Regions from separate parts of the Mus musculus genome. Here regions 1, 2 and 3 are each linked to region 4. Evidence: chromatin contacts called from public Hi-C, HiCAR-type and HiChIP or PLAC-seq data. All regions are on one chromosome and are shown on one strand. The core of a region is the stretch at or near the end of the contact, and the rest is flanking DNA. Distances in the headings are between cores, read along the strand shown.

Region 1 (3,094 bases), core at 306-2,805, 2.5 Mb after region 4:
TCCCAGGTTGTTTTTTTTTTTCCAAACAAACAAACAAAAAAAAAACGGGAAAGTGCACACCACCCTCATGGGGTTATAATTATGTATAAAACTCACGTATGCACATGTCTAAAACCTAGAGAAGTGCACAGACCTATATTTTCCCTGTGTTTTTAGATATCTGACTTTTTCCAAAAGCTTCAAAATAGTTTCAAAAAGTGGTGAAGGGAAAAATGAAAGAGTAGTGTGAAAGGGAAGAGGCAGAAAGGAAAAGTTAGGGGGAAAACAAAACAAAACAGCCAATGGTAAGACTACAGTAAGGAACAGACAGCCAAGCTCCACAGAGGAGGGAAATGGCTCATAAATTATAGTGAGGAAGCTTTTGTAAGATTAAAGTCAACGCAGGGAAGAAGGAAATGAGTGCAGAGATGAAAGACAGAGCAAAAGAGGTAAGAAGATGAAGAAAAGTTTTACTAGGCAAAGGAGAGTGTGCAGGTCCATTCTCACAGAGGTGATGTTTCCCTTTCAGTATAGGTCTGATGTATCTAGGTTAGAAACTGGAATCAGCCCAAGGCCACAGGGTATTCTAAGACCCAGATTTAAGGTTAAACTTGAATCTCCAGGGAAATATGTGTGTGTGTGTGTGTGTGTGTGTGTGTGTGTGTGTGTGTGTGTGTGTGCCATGAGCAGAGTTGATGAGTGAACAGCCCTCTCCTGTGGGAACTGGGAAACGACCCAAAGCCTAGGATGCCAGGAAAGGTCCCTTCCTAGTGCCCTTTTCAGGAATTTCTTACTGAGATTGGAAGCTGCCAAGTAAAGCTGCTCCAAACTTGGAGCAGGGAGGCAGAGTAAAAGTGCCTGAGTGGGCTGCCTGGCAGGGCCAGCATGGAGGCAGCTAAGGGCCAGAACAGCCCAGCTGGAGTCAACTGGTGGGGAACATATTAGAGGTCAAAGTCCCAAGCTTATGTGTGCACTAGCCTTCAAGGCTGCAACCCAGACCTGGATGGAGAAATGACGTGTGGTCCTCCTGGTAGTGAGATTTCAGACAAGTGGTTGGGGAGGATTTCCTGATGCCTCTGGGAACTTATTTCAGAAGATAGAACAGGGTAGAAGATTGAAGAGACTGATTCTTGAGATTGATGTGGGGAGGAGAAAGTTGTCTTGGCTGTCCAGAGGAGCACTCAACTCCCAGGAAGGCCTGGCCTTGGTCAAGGCTTGGCGACAGTGCTTTCCCGGGTGTACTGCAGCTTGAGCCAAGGGTGGGATGAAGCTAAGGTAGTTGATTTGACTTAAGAGAGATTGGAGGAGACGCAAGAGGGGCCCCTAAGTGTAAAGAATTTTAGAGAGAGATGTTGGAGCTGAAGAACCCTGTGCAGGAGGCTTTAGGGGAAACCTAAGAAAGGGGAGGGAGCTACTGGGACCTGTACGAAGCCGGGCGGAGCCTCCGAAAAGCTCAGGGTCCGCCAGGGGAGCGGGCGAAGGGGGGGCCGGCGGCGGGGCGCGGGGAGGCGGCGCGGGGGGGCGGTCCAGGGCTGATCGGGAGGCGGAGCCCCGAGCTGGGGGCTGCTGGCTAGTGGCTCTCTAGGCTCCTTAGCTCGGGCGTCCTGGTTCGCTTCAGTGTCCGCTGTCTCCACCGCTGCTTCTTCTTCCTTCTTCTTCACGGTCGCCACCGCCCGCAGCACCGCAGCCCCTCCTGCCATGGCCGCCGCCGGCGCCCGGCGCAGCCCGGGCCGCGGCTTGGGGCTTCGGGGGCGGCCGAGGCTCGGCTTCCACCCGGGGCCGCCGCCGCCACCGCCGCCGCCGCTGCTGTTGCTGTTTCTGCTCCTGCTGCCGCCGCCGCCGTTGCTGGCCGGCGCCACGGCCGCCGCCGCCTCGCGGGAGCCCGACAGCCCATGCCGGCTCAAGACCGTCACCGTATCCACGCTGCCCGCTCTGCGGGAAAGCGACATCGGCTGGAGCGGTGCCCGCACCGGGGCCGCGGCCGGGGCTGGGGCCGGGACCGGAGCCGGGGCCGGAGCTGCTGCTGCTGCCGCCTCCGCCGCGTCCCCGGGCTCCGCGGGTTCAGCCGGCACAGCCGCGGAGTCTCGTCTCCTTCTCTTTGTGCGTAATGAGCTCCCCGGGCGCATCGCGGTACAAGATGACCTGGACAACACTGAGCTGCCCTTCTTCACCCTGGGTAAGGGTAGGCGCCGCACACGCGGAGTCCCAAGAAACCCAGAACCCCTAAGTGATACCGGACGGGTGGGGGCGCCCTGGGAATCCCCGCTCCAGGCTGCCCCATCAGGGTTGGCAAAGGGCAGCCCAGGGGCCCGGAGGGCGCACAGGTGGTTGTAAAGAAGTGTGGGGCAGGAGGTCCTGGAGCGCGCGCTCTGGGAGCCCGGGGGCGTGCCAAGGATCCCGCAGCGGGGACCTGGCTCTCAGTTTTGCAATCAATTCTCTGAGCTCCGCCCCTTGCATCTAGGACGCAGAAGACCCCAAGTCTCTCGGTGTGCTCTGACCAGGTACTGGGCAAGGAAGACCCTTGCTCTGAAGCCAGTTCATGGTCATGCTGCGCACTGCTCTTCTGGACAGCTCCAGTTGTCTGCCCCCTCTGTCTAGTCTCGAGTTGTGGATCCTCCCCTTCAAGACCGGTTTTCTTAGGATCAATTCAGACTAGCTACGTGAACAAGGAAAGACCCAGTCCTCAAAAGCTTTCCCTTCTCATGGTCTTGGTGACCTTGGCTAAGTCTCTTACCCTCTGAGCTTCGGTTTTTGGCTTTCCTTAAATTGGGGCTGGAATCGATTGAGTCGATATTTGAGGACTGAGGTTCTGAGCCCAAGATCTCTACTTTTAGATTCTCCCTCCGTCCCCGCTATCCCTATCACCTTCTCTTTTCTCCATTACTCCTAGTCGTGCGTAGGCTTGTCATTGCTGTTCACTTACTGGGCTAAGAAAAAGGACCGAAGAGGAAACTGATGGGGGTAGGGGGCTCAAATAGTAAAGTTAATCAGAAAGTTCGCCAGCAGCTTGCCGCCTGCTGATTCCCAGCGCGAATTCCGGAGGAGTCGGCCCTTCCGTGGAGCTGTGGGAAGCGCGGCTGATTTCCCACCCGGGTAATTGATAGCTTAATTATCT
Region 2 (3,573 bases), core at 578-3,077, 2.1 Mb after region 4:
TTAGCTTAGGCAGTGCTAAGGCCCTGTAGGATGAAGCAACCATCATGGTTCCAAAGAGTTATTAAGAGTATAAAGGAGTAGTTTGATAAATCTAAGCCCCTGGACCAATAACAACAAATAAAGAAGAAACTGTGTGTGGGTATAGAAAGGAATATGAACTAGGAAACCAGTCAGGAATCACTCCTGAAGACAAGGCCAAGGGCCCTGAGACCTGGCTTACAGAAGGAACAAGCAAGCTTTGAGAGTTGACAAAGCACACCAGACACCAAGAGCAACGGGATTTTATCTCAGTGTAGCACTGATTGGAAATTCCATCTCTGCCAACATAACTGAGGAATCAGAAAGCAAGATACTGTGATTATAACTTTTTAAAATTAACAGTATTTTTCCCCATGTGAATGTCATGTATCTTAACTCATTGAACCAGTTTTGAGCTTCTGAGCCTACCTCACCCCGAATTCCTTCCTTGTTTGCTCAGTTCTATTGTGAGCTTCTAAGATAATTGCGTGGTCTGTGCAGGAGGAAAACAAGAATGAGTCATGGGTCAGATTACTCACGACTCAGTATTCGACCAAAACGGGAGTTACTGCCTTAGCAGTAACTAATTGATGTTTTAAGTTGCTCTGTCCCTCTCCTTCCCTCACCCCTCCCATTTCTTTATCTCCTAGAATTAGTTGCAGAATACTAAAATCACTTAGAAAAGTCTTTGTGTTTTTGTGTGTTTTGTTGTTTTATTTTTTAATAGAAATTCTTTCATTTAAGACAATTGTTCCCTTTATTCATTTGTGTGTGTGCTCATGCATATACACACCTGCCAAGGCAGACACTTGCAAGTGAGAAGACATCTTAAAGGAGGAGATTCCCTGCCTCTAACTTGTGAGGCTTGAGGCTTGAACTCAGATTTTCATCAGGCTTGGCAGCCACTGACCTTACCTGCTGAGCTACCACTCAAAGCATCTCAAAGATGCTTCGAAAGCAGCAGAAAAGACACAGCTACCTTCACTTGATTTGGAAAGGGAAGGAATGACCGCTAAAAGCTGAGTGGCCAGAGTTCCCACAGAAAGCCCTGAAATTACAGCCTACTTACATTTTTCAGTGATTACAGTCATGCTTTCGTCCCGTGAATACTGGCCTCAGAGACGTTCAGTAAGTTCTTTAACGACTCTCAGGTATGTCACAGAACAATGACTATAAACTAGTTTTACTAATTTCAAGTCCCTAAATCATGACTCAGACGCCTTAAATGAAACAAGACACCCCTGGCTGCCTGTTCCTGCCCTGTGTTAACACTGAGGCTTTTTGTTGCCAAGGCTTCTCAAGTTTTTGGTTAGTTTAACTCCTTCGTGCAAAATAAACTAAGCAGAGCACACACAGGGAGCTCTGAGCTGTGGATAGTTTTGAGAAACAAGGCAGGCTAGCAGGAAAGGGTGTGATCACATGCGATCAAGACACATACCTCTATGCAGGGATTCAAGCTTCCTGGTGTCAGGCAGGAGAAGAACAGTGCCATGATCAGAGTCCTAGCCAGGAGCCAGGGAGGCATCATCCTGGCATTTTCTGCAACCAGTGGAGGCCATGAGAGAACATGACGATCTGTAACTGGTGGCAGCGCAGAGTCCCTGGGACACCTGCCTCTTCCCTCCCAGTGGGTGCCCCTCTGCAAGTACTATATTCAAAGAGGAAGTGAGAGTGCCAACCTTAGCATTCTCACTTTTGGTTTTGTTCTAGAATCGATCTGCCCCGTCGCAGGAGGGAAGTTAGAAGACTGAAGACTAGAACAGGAAGAAGGCGTTTGCTGACCGACTGGAGGAACAGCAAGAGGAAGCTGGCTTTCATCCCAGGAAGTCATCTGACCTCTGGGCTTGGTGAAGGCAGGGAACTGGCGTGGAGCAACATCCTCATTCCTTCTTTATTTTCAACAGAGGATGCTTACTGCTTCAGTTAGACTCCCAAGTCTCCCAGAGCACAGTATTAGGGACTGGATGTTTCAGACTAGAGGAACATATTTTCTCACAATGCTAGAGATTAAAACCCAGGATGAAGATATCATCAGTTGCCGTGTCTTGTGTCATGATGCTTTCTTTTACCTATGTGTGTACGTGTTCATTCGTTCACGGGGGGGATGTATATTTCGTGTGTGTGTGTGTGTGTGTGTGTGTGTGTGTGTGTGTGTGTGTGTGTGTGTGTGTGTGTAAAAGCCAGAGTTCACTATTGAGTGCCTTCTGCAGTTCTCAGTTCTCAATCTTCTTTTATTATTAATTACTATTTATTATTGGAAACAGGATCATAGTGTTTATTATTAAAAGGAGAACGTTCAGGAAAGATAGGAGCAGGCTCGTGAGCTGTGGGAGAAACTCAAGAGGCTCCACCATTGTTTTGGAGCCGAGGTCTCTAACTGAACCTGGTACTGATTCCTTGGCTATACTGACTGATCAGTTAAGTTTTGAGATCTCCCACCTGTAGCTAGCCTTTTCCCAGTGCTGGAATTATAGATATCAGCATTCGGGTTTTTGTTGTTTGTGATGTTGTTTTTTTACGATGTTTGCTTTTTATTTGTTTATTTATTTCATTTTTTTAAATGCTGTTACTGAGGATCTGCAGGTCTTCATGAATTTGAAACATTTTATCAACTGAGATATCTCCCTGGCCCCTGACCTCTTTTTTTAAAATAATCAGTTATATTGTATTAAGGCAGACCCATAAGACATTAGTTTACTTTAATTATCTCATTAAATTCAAGTCATAGGACATGGCACTGGGAGATGAATTTTTAAATTGCAGTCACAGAAACAGGCACAGCCTATGAATTTTAGGGAACAGTACATAATTCTACATGTGACACTGCTAGTGAAGAAGTAGTGAAGGGAATCAGAAGTTGCTGAAGTAAAGGTCAGGTCAGATGACTAAACACCAGATCACCTTGTCCAAATGATTTTATTTCCTGAGCCTCATTTTCAGCCCTGTAAACCTGAGAACAGTTTTTACCTCCCTCCTTCTTTACATATTTACATTATTTGACATATCTAAATACTAATATTTAGAATACATACACTTAGAAGGCTATGTGATTCTGCTTGGATCATCTGTGGACTGCTGGCATGTGGTAGCTTCCCAGGGAAGCTTCTGATAAGAAGATGAAAATACCAGCAACCTCCAACCTCCACTGAGACTTCAGGAGAACTGACCTGCATTATGAAACTTCTATCCCCAAATCCCCCTTTTCACCATATAAAACCCAAGCCCCCTGCAAAATTATGTACAGTCTCCACTTCCATGGAGAGACTGGGTCCCTTCATTGTTCTGATTCAAAGATCCATCTGCCTCTGAAGAGAAAAAAAAAAAAAAAGATGCATGACAGCAGTCAAGCTATACAAGCCAGTTCTCCATTTGCTACTATGAGAATGAAGGTATAGAGTTGGGAAGATAGCTCATCAATTAAGAGTCATTTCTGCTCTTCTGAAAGAAAGGGGTTTGCTTCCCAGCACCCATATGCTATCCCACAACCATCTGTAACTCTAATTCCAGGGAATCTATTTCTCTCCTCTGACTCGCATGGACACTGCATGTGATAGT
Region 3 (3,405 bases), core at 735-3,234, 2.2 Mb after region 4:
GATTATTGGATTAGCAAAACCAGTTGTGACTGCCTACCTGGTGTCTTTGGAGAGGCCCCAACTTTAAAGGCAATCAATATATCCTTCTCTCCGAGAACACAAAGGAAACACTGAATAGATATTTATTGTCTTCCAGCAATAATTGATTAGAGGATGGGAGTTGTTTTGTCGATCTTCCATCACAGTCCTTGAATAAAAGGTTAGTAAATAATTATGGTAACAAAAAAATCATAACACATTCTCCCTCAAATCCCACCCACACAGTCTCTCCAGCATGCATGTCTTTGAAAATAGTCTTTACAAATATGAATATGTGGGAAAATGTTTCTTAGTCGCATCATAAGTAAGAAATAGAAAAAATCAAATAGAGATTACTACCTTGTCTCCCTATACTGGGGGACAATATATGGCATGAAAGAAGGGATAAGGCCACAGGTAGCTAAGGGGAGAGAGTAGAAAGAGACAACCCATGCCTGGAATGTCTAAGCCAGTGGAACATTTGAACAGTCCTTTCTGTCATCATGTAAGATTAAGAACACAAAGTAATTTCATCCAAATACTAAAGATATAAAGGAATGGGGAATTTGACTGGGAGTGTTTAGAAATAATGATTTCTGGAAATCAATTGTGACTTAAAATTTGAGTTCTGTCTTTGTAAAATAAAATGGAAAACGGGCACAATTTATGCTTACGTGAATGCGCATAGAAACAAAAAAAAATGCACACACACACACACACACACACACACACACACACACATACACACACACACACACACACCATCTCTTCTTCAGCACCACCATCTTCTGGTCATGGACCTTATGTTTTCCTCTCCAGATATGGAACGTAGATTCTTGCTTAGAAATTTCCTGATGAAGGATGGCTATCTAATCAGCATCACTCCCCTCTAGGACTGCTTCCCATAGTATTTTTAACACCTCATGCACATACCACAGGCACACTCAAAGCAAGGATTCTCCTGCACTCGTTCTTTCTCTTCTTGGAAGACTTATCATTTCTCAGCCTAACCTCTTTCTGTTCCACATAGTTTGTGTTTTGGAGCAATAGAACTATGATAGAAACTGAGGTGATCTCTTGCAAGAGGATGGGAACTGGACAGTGAGACACATACATGTATACAGCATCACAGGAGCTGACCCAATGTGCATAATACTCATGTACACATGATCAAATATGTGTATGTGTATAATCATGCTCATACATACAGAACACACAGAAGCATGAGTCAGAATCACACATGAGCATAATCCAAACACACATGCACACAGTAATTCTATATGTGCTTAATCTATACAGACATCCAGGCCCGCTTAATGACATATGATCATAGGCAAGATGCAACTATGCACACCCAGTCTCACATGCACATACTCAATGCACACATTACTGCACATAAAATAACACGTTTAGCATAACTACACACATAATGCATACATATACAATCTCTCGTTTGCCCAGACACAAAGGCTCCTCAAAAATTTTACAGTTGAGCAGAACACTGAGGAGGTGGCATGTATGGCTGGGCATTGGACTGGTGTCCCTTCCCACTCTTCACCTTTTCTTACAGGTGCACACAACAGCACCCAAACATTTATCCCTCCAACTAACACATTGGATAACAAGCTTCAAGCAACTGTTTCTTAAGCATAGACATAATCCAGACAGAAAGAAAACAGGGACACAGGAGGACAGAAACATAAACATCCTCTTACATGTTTAAAGTAAGTATAATTTAGAATGTTCATTGCTTCATCAGCTACACCTTGAGAAGAATTTTGAGTCAAGCAGAGCTACAGAATGACAGCACCTGTGTTTGATCTAAGGTTATCTGCTTGTGGCCCCTCAAGTAACTATGGCCTGTGGTCTGGAGAATCTTTACTTTCTGGTTCGCCTAAAGCATGCTTCATAAATACATTCTTCTCAACCCTTTTTGTGGCCCTGCATCTCCATCATGTGGGAAGAACTGGCACTGCACCCCACTTAAGCGTTCAGGAAAACTGAAGCTTAAACTGACAAGAGAGAACAGGACTTGACAGATCACGGATGGCATCTTCCCTGTTCCTAGTGATGGCACGGAGGACAAATATATTTAGGGGCTTTTATCACATATTTAATCCTTATAGCACCCTTTTGTAGAATGCTTCTATCTTCTATTTTAAGAAAGATACTGATGAAGAATCATGTCCTTTACCCAGATGCAGTTAACCTTTCTGACTTCCAAATCCCTTTCATTTTATTTATTTCACTTGTAGCACCTACTGAAATTATAAAATATGTGGAAATAATGCTCCTAGACTAACATATGGTACTTCTAAGTAGCAGTGAGTTTTTAAAATGTATTTTGAAGACAGCAAAAGCACAAAAAAATATTCACTATTTCCTTACCAAGTCTGATTTTCCTGCCTGAGTAACCTCTTCCCGGGTCTCCCATGTTTCATATCTATATCAGAACTATAGCTTTACCAATCCGAACTATGTGTCCTGGAGTAAAACACAGTCACTTTTGGGTTTTACCTAGTTGAATAAAGAGAATATTGTATTGCATCTAAGGTCTGATTAGCCCCCAACATGTGCTGAAAAACAGCGTCTCTCTAAGAATCCTCCAACCCTACATCACCAGATTCATTCTGCTTATAGACTGAGTAGCTACTGAGTTCTTAGCCTCTCTGACACACAAACAGCCATTGTTAAGACCATATAGCCCAGACAGTATAACCTACTCAAAGAGATCATTTCTGTAATATACACTCATTCCATCTTTTCAATTCTTCAGAGAATTCTAGTTAGTATTATTATGACTTGTTATGCTAGTGACTCTGGAGGTCCTGAGTAGTAAGATAGATCAGCGTTGCAATCATTCCCATTTACACTAAGATGCGTAACGTGAATATGCACTCAGTAAGTATGCAAGTCCATCATGATACGAAGTGTAAACAAAGCATGTTTTATTAAGAAAGTAGTATGGTCAGAGAATACATGTGCATTGAAAATACCCAGGAGTCAAATTATGAATCACATTTTGGTTTCTCTCAGGTAAACATGCTATAATTTGTTTAAACATGTAAATCAGGGGCTGGTGACGTTACCTAGGCTGTGGGTCACCTTTTAAGACAGAATTCCCAATGGAGGATGTTACATTAGCCAAGAGAAGACATATTTAAATAAACAAAATGGTAGCATTTGGAAGGGACAAAAGACAATATAGTGAAAACATTTCAAATCAGGCATGAACAGTAAGCAAGGCATAATGGATTGTCAGCAGTAGACCCCCTAGCCTGGCTTCAGAAGTCTCTCACAAACTATAATCTCAGCATCTGAAAATTCATCTTGCCACAGTGGCAAGATGTGAAAGCCTAAGCAGAATGCCCTTATGGTTGGTCACTT
Region 4 (3,466 bases), core at 227-2,726:
ACCTTTCCGATCCCAGCAGTGGCCTGGGAGCTGTCCATGGTACTGACCTTGTCTCATTTACTGTGCAGTGCAAATGAAGAGGAAACCTCTCTTGCGTTCTGCTGCTAGCCTCTCTCTCCCCTGATCCCTGTATGTTTCTTCTTTCCCCTCTACTCCTTCTTTGTCGATTATGCTGATTGTTCTCAAGTTCCTAGTCTGTAATTCAAGGATTTTTTTCCTCTCATTTTGCTTCAAAACTCCTCCTTTTTAGTCACTGTTTTTTAGGTTCTTCTACATTTTTCTACCTACTTCATCTCTCTCGTGTTACCTTTTGGGTAAAAGAAACATTGATATCAGAAAGAATCACAGCAGCGAGTAATATACAAGGTGCATTAACTACATGGAAGGAATATATATTACAATTTTTCTTTCAACTACACAGCAATCTCATTAGAGGGTTAGTTATCTCATCTTACTAAACAGGGAGAAAGTGAAGGCTAAGATAACTTGGCCAAGGTCCTACACAGACAGGATTCCAGTTCATGCCGAACACTTACACTTTTCACTATATCTGGATTCCTTTACATTGTTCAATATTTTCCTTTTGGTTTTCTGCCTCTCACTCTCATAGCTTCGACAGAGATTCCCACCCTGGACAATTCTTTAAAAGACTAGGAATCTACACTTCCGGTGGGATTTAAGCTTTGAGTAAAATAAAGCAAAATACAGAGAATCCGTACAATGTGTAAATTTAGACCATGAAAAAAAGGCCTTTCGTTTTACTTCAGGCAGAGGCCCTGCCTGCACCTCAGGCTGAATGCGGAGTTTTTCAGCTATCTGTATTCTTGTGTTCGTCTAGCTACCCTGGCCTTTTCCCTGTCTCTGGTGGTCCCTAGAGAACTTTGCGTTCTCTTCGGCTTCCCACTCTGACATCCTTCCCACGTAAGGAAGCGCGTGCTTAATTCTGGGAGGTTAAGTGGGCTCTCGCCTACACACAAAAACAATTTCCAGTAGTCACAGAGAAACACAGAGACACAACGGGACTCAGACGTGCGTCACCCCAGACAAAACCCACTCAGGTATGTACACGCAGTCACGTCAAGCTCCCGCATAATCAGAAATACCAGACGCTCGCGCATCACTCAGCTACAGACTCATTTCAGCTGGAATCACGATTCAGGATCTGCGCGCACATGGTTCTTTTGGGTGCTCCTGTAAGGAGTCTTGCAGCACTGTCCCCAGACCCATGTGAGTTCCTCTGAAGCTCATCCTTTGCCCACCCAATCTGCCCCTCCCTTCAGGCGGCCCCACTTCTCTTCTCCTCTCCCTTCTCTTCCCCCAACGCCCGAAGACGTACAAAACACTCCTTGGAATCTACCCCGGCACTCAGCTCCGCCCTCCCCGCCCCCGGCAGTCTCTCCCCCATTCATTTTCCTCCATTGCCAGCAAAGTCCCTCCCACTGCCTAGCCCGGCCTCCGCTGCTCCCCTCCCGGAGACCGCGGCGCACTTGGACTTCCCTCTCCATTCGCCAGCCGCCTCGCTCCGAGTCCCCGCGGCTGCGAACTGATCTGGCACAGGGGGTGGGCAGGAGGAGGAGAAGAGCGCAGGCAAAGGAGAAGGCGAGAGAGCCAGAGAGCCAGAGGCAGAGGGAGTAGTGGCCACCTTTTGGAGTCGGGATTCATGCCTGTCCTCGGGACCAGCCAAGGGGACTTTAAGGCTGAGTATGAGCCAGGCTGCTAGGAGCCAGGTACCCCCACGCCTGCAGTCCCCGCGCCGTCCCCGGTATGCGAGCTGGACGCAGGGCTCTTCCAAGTTCCCACCGAGCCGAATAAAAAGCGTCTTTCCGCTGCTCTCCGCCAAAGACGGACATTGACTCCAGGTAAGGCGACTCCGGGCGCAGCTCCCCACAGCCCCTCTGCCCTTGGAACCAGCCCCGGACCGCAGTCGGGGCGCCCCCGCCTGCGCCTCCCATCCCCCTTCCAGCACCCTCGTCCGGTCTTCCCTCGCCTCCAAGTCCTCTTCTGTTCTGGAGACTGGGTTTCCTGTAGATTGGACTCCATGGGTTAAATGCGGGTTTTAGTTAAGTGTCGTGTGTGTCCCCGCGCGCTCCCGACGTGTGTACCATGGTGGGAACTTGATGTGGTGCTAGTGTATGTTTGCCTGTGCAGCGTCGTTTGCGTTTGATGCGTGTTGTGTGTCTGTCTGTGTGAGTGTGTGTGTTTGTGCCCTATAACCTACTTTCAGCGGTGTGTGTGTATGCGTGTGTGTGTGTGTGTGTGTGTGTGTGTGTGTGTGTGTGTGTGTGTGTGTTTGCATGTGTGCGCGTCTGTGTATTTTTAATTAGATCTCTTCAGCTTGCAGGGAATGGAATGGGGTTCTTACTACAGTATCACGTAGCCACCGGGAAGCCCGCTGTGGACTTCCTCTTAGGTCTCTGGGCATTGGTTTGGGAGATGCCAGGAATATATACGGTGCCTTATTTATTCCAGTAATGATACCAATGAAAGAAAAATATCGTCTAAATCATGGGGTAGTGCTGCACACTTGAACTCACCGTTAAAAATGAAAGAGACATGTCCAAAACCCGAGACAAGCGAGATGCTGTCCCTTTAAATTCCACACTGGGCAGACTCCAGGATTCTGATGGGAATTTGGAAAGGCTGAGTATGGAGTGAGAAAGAAAGGAGGAAGTCAGGAATCTCCTTATCTACTGCATGACAAGTCTTGGGTAGAGATGTCATCCTGTCTCCCTGTTGCAATCAACCCCCCCCCCCAGCCTTTTTTCTGAGGGGGTGGTCTGGGTAAGTTTGCCTGAATCATCTCAGGGGAAAAGAGCAAGCATCCTCTGGCAATGTGATTGTCCATCTCAGTCACATCCAGCACCAGAGAAAATAGCCTTTGGGGCATCGCTGGGTGCTTTGGCAGGAGACTGATGTGTACTTTCCTAGGACGCATTCTTTTTGCCTTCTCCATCTCAGACAAGCTTTGGAAGCCCCAGAATCTCTTCTTAAAACTGTGCTTTCTCATGGCTCCAGGAAGTTAGGAAGCTACTGGGAGAAGGGAGAGAGATTAGTGTCTCTTCGTGGGTGTGGGGGGGAGGTCTATATGTATGTATTTGAGGACCAAGGGACTACAGTTTGTGAGGGACAGTGGGTGGGGAATTCATCTCAGAATGTGGTGGTAGTTGACTTAAACTGCTGTCTGGTTTGCACCCCACATTTTATGCTTGGCTCTGAAATACTGCCAAGGGCAGGGAGGCCTGGAAAGACTCTAAGGAAGACAGTTTGAGGTAAGGGTCTCCTTCCTATTTCCTCAACCTTTTAGGAGCTTGTTTAGGTAAATACTTCTGCCACTCTGCCCAGGCACAGTTGGGCTTTGGTTCTGGAGCCAGCCATTGATTTGATTCCCGGCTGCCTTTTAAAGGCTTGCCCTACTCAGCAAAAATTGCTGAGTTTTACTGCTGTTAGCATGGCTTCCAGACTAGGC

What was found. Hi-C and Micro-C count contacts between places; a contact is called where the count stands out from the background. HiCAR-type assays count read pairs that join an accessible place to other places. HiChIP or PLAC-seq counts read pairs in DNA pulled down with a chosen protein or histone mark.
Region 1: a contact with region 4 is called in a HiCAR-type map of astrocytes, with 6 times the contacts expected there. The contact joins the promoter of Astn2 here to the promoter of Brinp1 in region 4. A contact is called at or near these places in 3 of 39 promoter capture datasets (3T3-L1-derived adipocytes, the C10 cell line and stem cell-derived epiblast-like cells), 1 of 484 Hi-C or Micro-C datasets (cerebellar granule neurons) and 1 of 115 datasets of contacts at active chromatin or transcription factors (astrocytes).
Region 2: an H3K27ac HiChIP or PLAC-seq map of the NIH/3T3 cell line shows a contact between it and region 4, with 34 times the contacts expected there. The contact joins the promoter of Tlr4 here to the promoter of Brinp1 in region 4. A contact is called at or near these places in 4 of 39 promoter capture datasets (cranial neural crest, hippocampal neurons, liver and 1 more) and 2 of 115 datasets of contacts at active chromatin or transcription factors (the NIH/3T3 cell line and astrocytes).
Region 3: a Hi-C map of cerebellar granule neurons shows a contact between it and region 4, with 4 times the contacts expected there. The contact joins the enhancer-like site here to the promoter of Brinp1 in region 4. A contact is called at or near these places in 11 of 39 promoter capture datasets (the 3T3-L1 cell line, the HPC-7 cell line, cranial neural crest and 8 more), 2 of 15 datasets of contacts at CTCF or cohesin (the NIH/3T3 cell line and stem cell-derived epiblast-like cells), 13 of 484 Hi-C or Micro-C datasets (brain, cerebellar granule neurons, cerebellum and 7 more) and 3 of 115 datasets of contacts at active chromatin or transcription factors (astrocytes, forebrain and neural progenitor cells).

The regions. Positions count from the first base shown.
Region 1 is chr4:66,402,944-66,406,037 of GRCm38.p6, reverse strand. It overlaps Astn2 (astrotactin 2), which reads left to right and starts at 1,555. Exons shown (of 23, transcript NM_207109.2): 1 at 1,555-2,155. The coding sequence starts at 1,678.
Region 2 is chr4:66,825,805-66,829,377 of GRCm38.p6, reverse strand. Tlr4 (toll-like receptor 4) reads right to left here and starts at 1,827. Exons shown (of 3, transcript NM_021297.3): 1 at 1,457-1,827. The coding sequence starts at 1,546.
Region 3 is chr4:66,767,495-66,770,899 of GRCm38.p6, reverse strand. No RefSeq gene overlaps it. Among named protein-coding and RNA genes, the nearest start is that of Tlr4, 58 kb to the left of the region's middle. Within about 2 kb of position 1,984, at least 26 of the 459 cell types and tissues checked have an H3K27ac peak or open chromatin away from gene starts, as enhancers often do. A contact at or near this core is called in cerebellar granule neurons and cerebellum, where this site is marked.
Region 4 is chr4:68,952,407-68,955,872 of GRCm38.p6, reverse strand. Brinp1 (bone morphogenic protein/retinoic acid inducible neural specific 1) reads left to right here and starts at 1,476. Exons shown (of 8, transcript NM_019967.2): 1 at 1,476-1,859.